2 separate regions of the Sus scrofa genome follow, and region 1 is linked to region 2. The links are chromatin contacts, called in public HiChIP or PLAC-seq maps. All regions are on one chromosome and are shown on one strand. The core of a region is the stretch at or near the end of the contact, and the rest is flanking DNA. Distances in the headings are between cores, read along the strand shown.

What was found. HiChIP or PLAC-seq counts read pairs in DNA pulled down with a chosen protein or histone mark.
Region 1: a contact with region 2 is called in an H3K27ac HiChIP or PLAC-seq map of skeletal muscle. The contact joins the promoter of LMOD3 here to the promoter of ARL6IP5 in region 2. A contact is called at or near these places in 4 of 47 Hi-C or Micro-C datasets (embryonic fibroblasts, psoas muscle and skeletal muscle) and 1 of 2 datasets of contacts at active chromatin or transcription factors (skeletal muscle).

What each region holds. Positions count from the first base shown.
Region 1 is chr13:50,552,964-50,555,663 of Sscrofa11.1, forward strand. LMOD3 (leiomodin-3) reads right to left here and starts at 1,383. Exons shown (of 3, transcript XM_013981880.2): 1 at 823-1,383. The coding sequence starts at 1,116.
Region 2 is chr13:50,508,355-50,511,072 of Sscrofa11.1, forward strand. It overlaps ARL6IP5 (ADP ribosylation factor like GTPase 6 interacting protein 5), which reads left to right and starts at 1,423. Exons shown (of 3, transcript NM_001048073.1): 1 at 1,423-1,602. The coding sequence starts at 1,427.

The DNA.
Region 1 (2,700 bases), core at 133-2,632, 45 kb after region 2:
ATTTTCTTCAGTGCTATACTTGTTTAAACTCTCCTGACCAGGAAACCTGTTTAGAACTTTCCTTAAGTTACAGCCAGTGTGACCATAATGTCACAAGATGGATCTCTATCATTAGGCATGACTAAAAGAGACTTTACCTATGGGAATCTCTGTCTTCTTTTTGCTAAGTCCTTTTAAAGTGAGACATTAATGATTATTGCTGATATACAAGTTCATTGATTGAACCACAGTTCTTGTTTTCATGTAAGAACATATTTAAAGAAAGAACTCTCTTTAAAACAGAGTTCTTAATAGCATCACCATCTAAATTCATCACTGATATCCAAGGCACCGTGGTGATACTGGATTTTTCTTGTTATTTGACTTAGTTAAATCGCAGGGTGTGTGACTGGACTTCAGGATCTGTATCACCCTTGAGATTAAATGTGAACTATCTATGCGTGTGCCAGAAAGAGAGGACACGGAGCTTTCTTTGGCTTATTAAAGGGAACTGTGAGCCAAAAAGCAATAAGGACAAACGTCTCTGGGTTATGAATTAATTCATTAAGTATCATGTCTACAGAATAGAGGCTTTCCTGCACAAGAAACCCCCTAGTGATTTTTTAAAAAGAGATATTAACAAGAAGTTACTACTTTTTCCTCCCAATTATATCATGTAAATATTTTACAGAGTTTTGATCCAGTGTAAGATTAAATATTCTGATTTATCTATAAAGGTCGACAAGACGAAACAGAGTCTTGAGGAATAACAGTCACAATATGAAAACGTGCCAGCCCAGCAATGAGCAGCCATTTCTCCTTTGTACACAAATCCCCGGTTACCTCAGATGGCACAAAGGTGACAGGAACCCGTTCGTCTTCCAGCATGCGCCTGGACGCCTTTTGCCAATACATATAATCAACGAGAGATTTATGGTCGAAGTTTCCTGTTGGTGGCTTGTCGGTCTGATCCTTCTGAATCATTCCCACAGGAAGCCTGGGGTCAGGGGCCATCACGTCCATTTCCGACTGCAGTTCTTTGAGCTCTTCTGGGGACAAGTTGGCCAAGATTTCATCTTCGTCAATCTCCCTGTCAAAGGGTTCTTCTTGATCTGAATTCCTGCTGTGCTCTGACATGATTCTTTTCTATACTTTTCTATCTTACTAGAAAAGGAAAAATAATCAAAGAAGTTTTTTTTTTAAAAAATTCTCAAGAAGTCCCCCCAGGTCAATAACACCTTGAGAGATGTTTTCCCCCAAGAACCCCAGTGGTGCTTGCAGAGCTTCTGAGAGTGACTGCAGCTAAGCTCATGCCATAACTATATTAAGCAGGGCTTGGCTGGAGAGGCTCAATTTATGGAACTACTATGCGCCTCTCTTTTCGGCAACTTGAGTCAGCTGTGCAAATCCATCTGACATTTCAGTACAGCTGCTTGGGTTCACCAGTGAGGAATAGGTCTACAGAATCTCTGCAGGAATAAAATTAATTCTCTTCCTATGTCCTCTCACACTGTCCCACACCAAATTCATGCAGCCCATACACACATACCCCAATACTGCAGGGGAGACCACTTTTTTTATTGAAATGATTAAAACAACTTACAATATTTCAGGAGGAAAATCCAAATGGCGACCTGAGTTCCACTGAAGTGAAAAATTCTTATGAAGGTGGAAATCAGGCTTTCAGGGCTTGCCTCTTCACTACAGTGAGACTCTGGAAGCAAATAAACCTGCGCAGAGCCAAGCAGAGATCTGGCTATCCTACTCACCTGCTGCGTAAACTGAACCTTTGCAAGATGTCCTTATTTGCATCTAGATCCTGTGATCTAACAGGTAGGGAAAAGCAGCACTTGAATTTCCACTAGGAGTGAGGAGTTTAGTATTTTAAATAATTTGTTTTTCTTATTAAGCATCCATTAAGCCAGGATAAAAATTTAAATGGATCTAAATTCAAATGCAAAAACAAACTCAAACCATTAAAATACGGGAAGAAATTATGAAATGATTTTTTACACTACTTCAGAGAACAATATGGCAATACGTATCCAGATAAGAAACCTACTATTCTTTGACTAAGCATTCCACTTTGAGGAATATATCCTTCAGATATATTCCCATTTAAGTGAAATGATAGGTACACAAGATTATTCAATATAGCAAACTACAAAACTGTGTACTGTATGCTATTATTTGTGTGATAAAGTGTAAAAAGAATGATGAATATACAAATTTTATCAACACAACAGATTCTTGGAAATATGCACAAGAAACCAGTAACACTGGATGCTACTAGAGAGAGAAATGGGCTATCTGGGAGACAGGGCTAGGAAGACTTTGTTATTCCATATCCTTTCATAGTTATCAAATTTGGGGACTTAAAATGACAATTCAAAAATGCACATTTATTGTGTAAAACTTGGGATGGCACAGGAAAGCATAAAGAAAATAAAAGTTTCCCCTTATTGTACCACTAATTAACATTTTATCATTCCAGTTAGTCCTTTCTTCTAGGCATATGAATTCAATAATCTTTTGTCATCTGTTTTTTAACTTACAAAATTACATTGTTCCCCCCCCAGGCTATATAGAGTATATTCTACTACCACATAATTTTCTTTTTTTGGCTGTACCCACAGCATGTCAAGATTCTTGGGCCAGGGAGAGAACCCAAACCACAGCAGCGACCCAAGCTGCTACAGTGACAAGGCTGGATTTTTAACC
Region 2 (2,718 bases), core at 173-2,672:
TGGCAAGAGTAATTTCTTAGAATCATTGAAAGTTATTTAACTACCTTCTGAATCATCATCAAGGGAAATCAAACTATGTCTTCCACATGTTGTATTAGGTATTTTTTTTGCTTTCCAATTTTTTGAAAACTGGTAATCTGAGGAGAGTGAATTGAGTTTTGTTTGTCTCTTTGTTTTTGGCCACACCTTCTGCATATGGAAGTTCCCAGACCACGCCAGAGTAGTGACCTTAGCTGCTGCAGTGACAATGCCAGATCCTTAACCCACTGCACCACAAGGAAATTCCAATTTCAATTTTTTAAAAACAGCTCCACTTGCAGGTTTAGAGACTTTGTTATCTTAAAAACTAATATCTTAGAAATCTGCCTACCACACAATTAACCTACAATTAACCAAAATACTTATGCATTTTGGTAAAAGGAGGCTTACTGTATCAACCAGCTCCTTATTGGAAAGAAAAGAAAAAGATGACTCTTTGGAACCCCTAGAAGGAAATTTACAAGTAATACACCTCTTGGCAGTTTTTTGGGCAGGGATACAAAGCTATCACATTATCTATTAAAATACTATCCTCCCTTAGAATTGTCCCCAGATATTAGGATAATACTAAGATTTTCTGGAGTGGAATCCATGTTTCTGCCCAGAAAACACTGAATGCGGAACAATTAGTTCATTGCAGATCACTGTTTACTTTCAAATATAAACATGCTCAGCTCAGGTCTGAAGTGACCAGAGTGCCCACTTTCTCAAAACAGCACAGTAGTTGTATAATTTTGTCCCAAGAGAATAGAGGATGGAGAACAAAGAAGAGAAGTGAAAGAACAAACCAGCCCTATCGTTCTTCAGTCCCTCTTTCCCATTTTGCCGATCTGATTTCACTCATAGTGACTCACGGTGAGAAAGAAAACAGGAGAATTGCATTCGGATGTGCAAGAGTTAGTAACCACTTAATTTTCAAAACCAGCTCATCCTCCAGTAACACTATAGTTGTTCCACTCCATTTCACTTAGATGGGCATACGAACAGCTGCAAAAATTGTCCCTAAAGTCCAGAACACTTTCCTCGTTTTGACACTCAAAAGGGGTATTTTTAAAGGAGGCTGCATTCGAACTGCTAGGGAAGGAGTTGCCACTTCGCTTCAGACAGAGGACTTCCGCTGGTTTCTTTCTGTCCTTTCATCTCTGTTTTGCACTTGGTCTTTCTCTGGGCCTCAGTTTTCCTGTAACCAACCTCTTAGAGCCAATCAAGAAGTAAAGAAGAGAAGAAACGCCCGCCCGCTCTCACTTTTCTTCCTTCCACTGCCTACTAACCACAAAGCCGACTGCGCCAGGGCCGCTGTCATCTTTCACCTAGCTCAGCTGATCGGTTGCCGCCGCCGCCGCTGCCAGATTCCAGAAGCAAAGAACCACAAGCTGGTAAGATAGACATGGACGTGAATATCGCTCCGCTCCGCGCCTGGGACGATTTCTTCCCGGGCTCTGATCGCTTCGCCCGGCCAGACTTTAGGGACATTTCCAAATGGAACAACCGCGTGGTGAGCAACCTGCTCTATTATCAGACCAACTATCTGGTGGTGGCTGCCATGATGATTTCCGTCGTGGGGTAAGTGGGGTCCCCCTCCTGGGCACTGATCGGGGTCAGCACCGAGTGGGCTCTGGGTGGAAGATCCCAGGATATAGAATCGCTCTCCACGCCCAGCGCCTGCCCGGGTAACTGCAAGAGGCCAAACCAGTGGAAACTAGTTCGCAGGGCGAGGCCGCAGCAATCAAGAAGTCCCCTGTTCTTTTCCATCCTTCGGGCTGAAGTGTGATGGAGGTCCTAGGGGTGAAGAAATGTTGTCAACCTCGGACAAAAAAAAAATGACTTTCCCCCCGCCTGTGCCTAGATTACGCTCTTGTTGGTGGGTGGTATTTGTAGCCAGCCCTCCAGTCTTTTAAAAAGAAGAAAGAGGAAAGTGGTGTAACCTTATCCTGGGGCTGGCTGGGGCGGATGCCGCCCTGGAAGGAAGGCTTGAGGTGTCGTGGTGTGAATCCGGATTCTGCCTTCTGGGGTGTTAGTGTAAAAAGGGCATCAGAGAGGCGACCCGCTTGTTGGGTTTCTCTGCCTAGTGGCTGCCACATGGTACAGGAAAGCTGAGCTTGGGAGCAAAAGGGTGGGTGTTGCCTGGTGGCGCATCTCGCAGTATGGGATGAAGTCGGCCCTGACTCTGGAAACGGCGTCGTTTTGCTCTTTTTTCTTACAGGAGTTGCCAGGTTTGGTCACCTTATCTGCACACTTGATCTTAAAATGAACAGTGCCCTGTGTTATACACGATTTCACACACACACATGCACACACCTGAGCAGCTAGAAACCACTTTGTCTCCTAGTTCACCCTTTAAGAAATGCTTCACTCACTTTTGCAAGATGGGTGGTGATATTCTAGGTCTTGCTGATCCCATGCATCCGTAAAGAAAAAGCCACCTTCAGACTTTATGAAGGAACTCTCTTACCATTAAAAGAAGTATCAGACTTTTCTATTTGAAAGCAAACACAGAGGGAAAGAAAAAGCAAGCTGGCCTGGGAGAAAGGAAAAAAACCTAATCTTGATGGGTATGGGAAAGGGTGAATAGGGTGGTTTCTTAAGTTGCTTTGCTGTTCTTTGGCTTATTTATTGAGTCACTTTTCCGTGCCAAGCTCTGGCACACCAGGATCAATCAGACATGAATCCTGGCCAAAA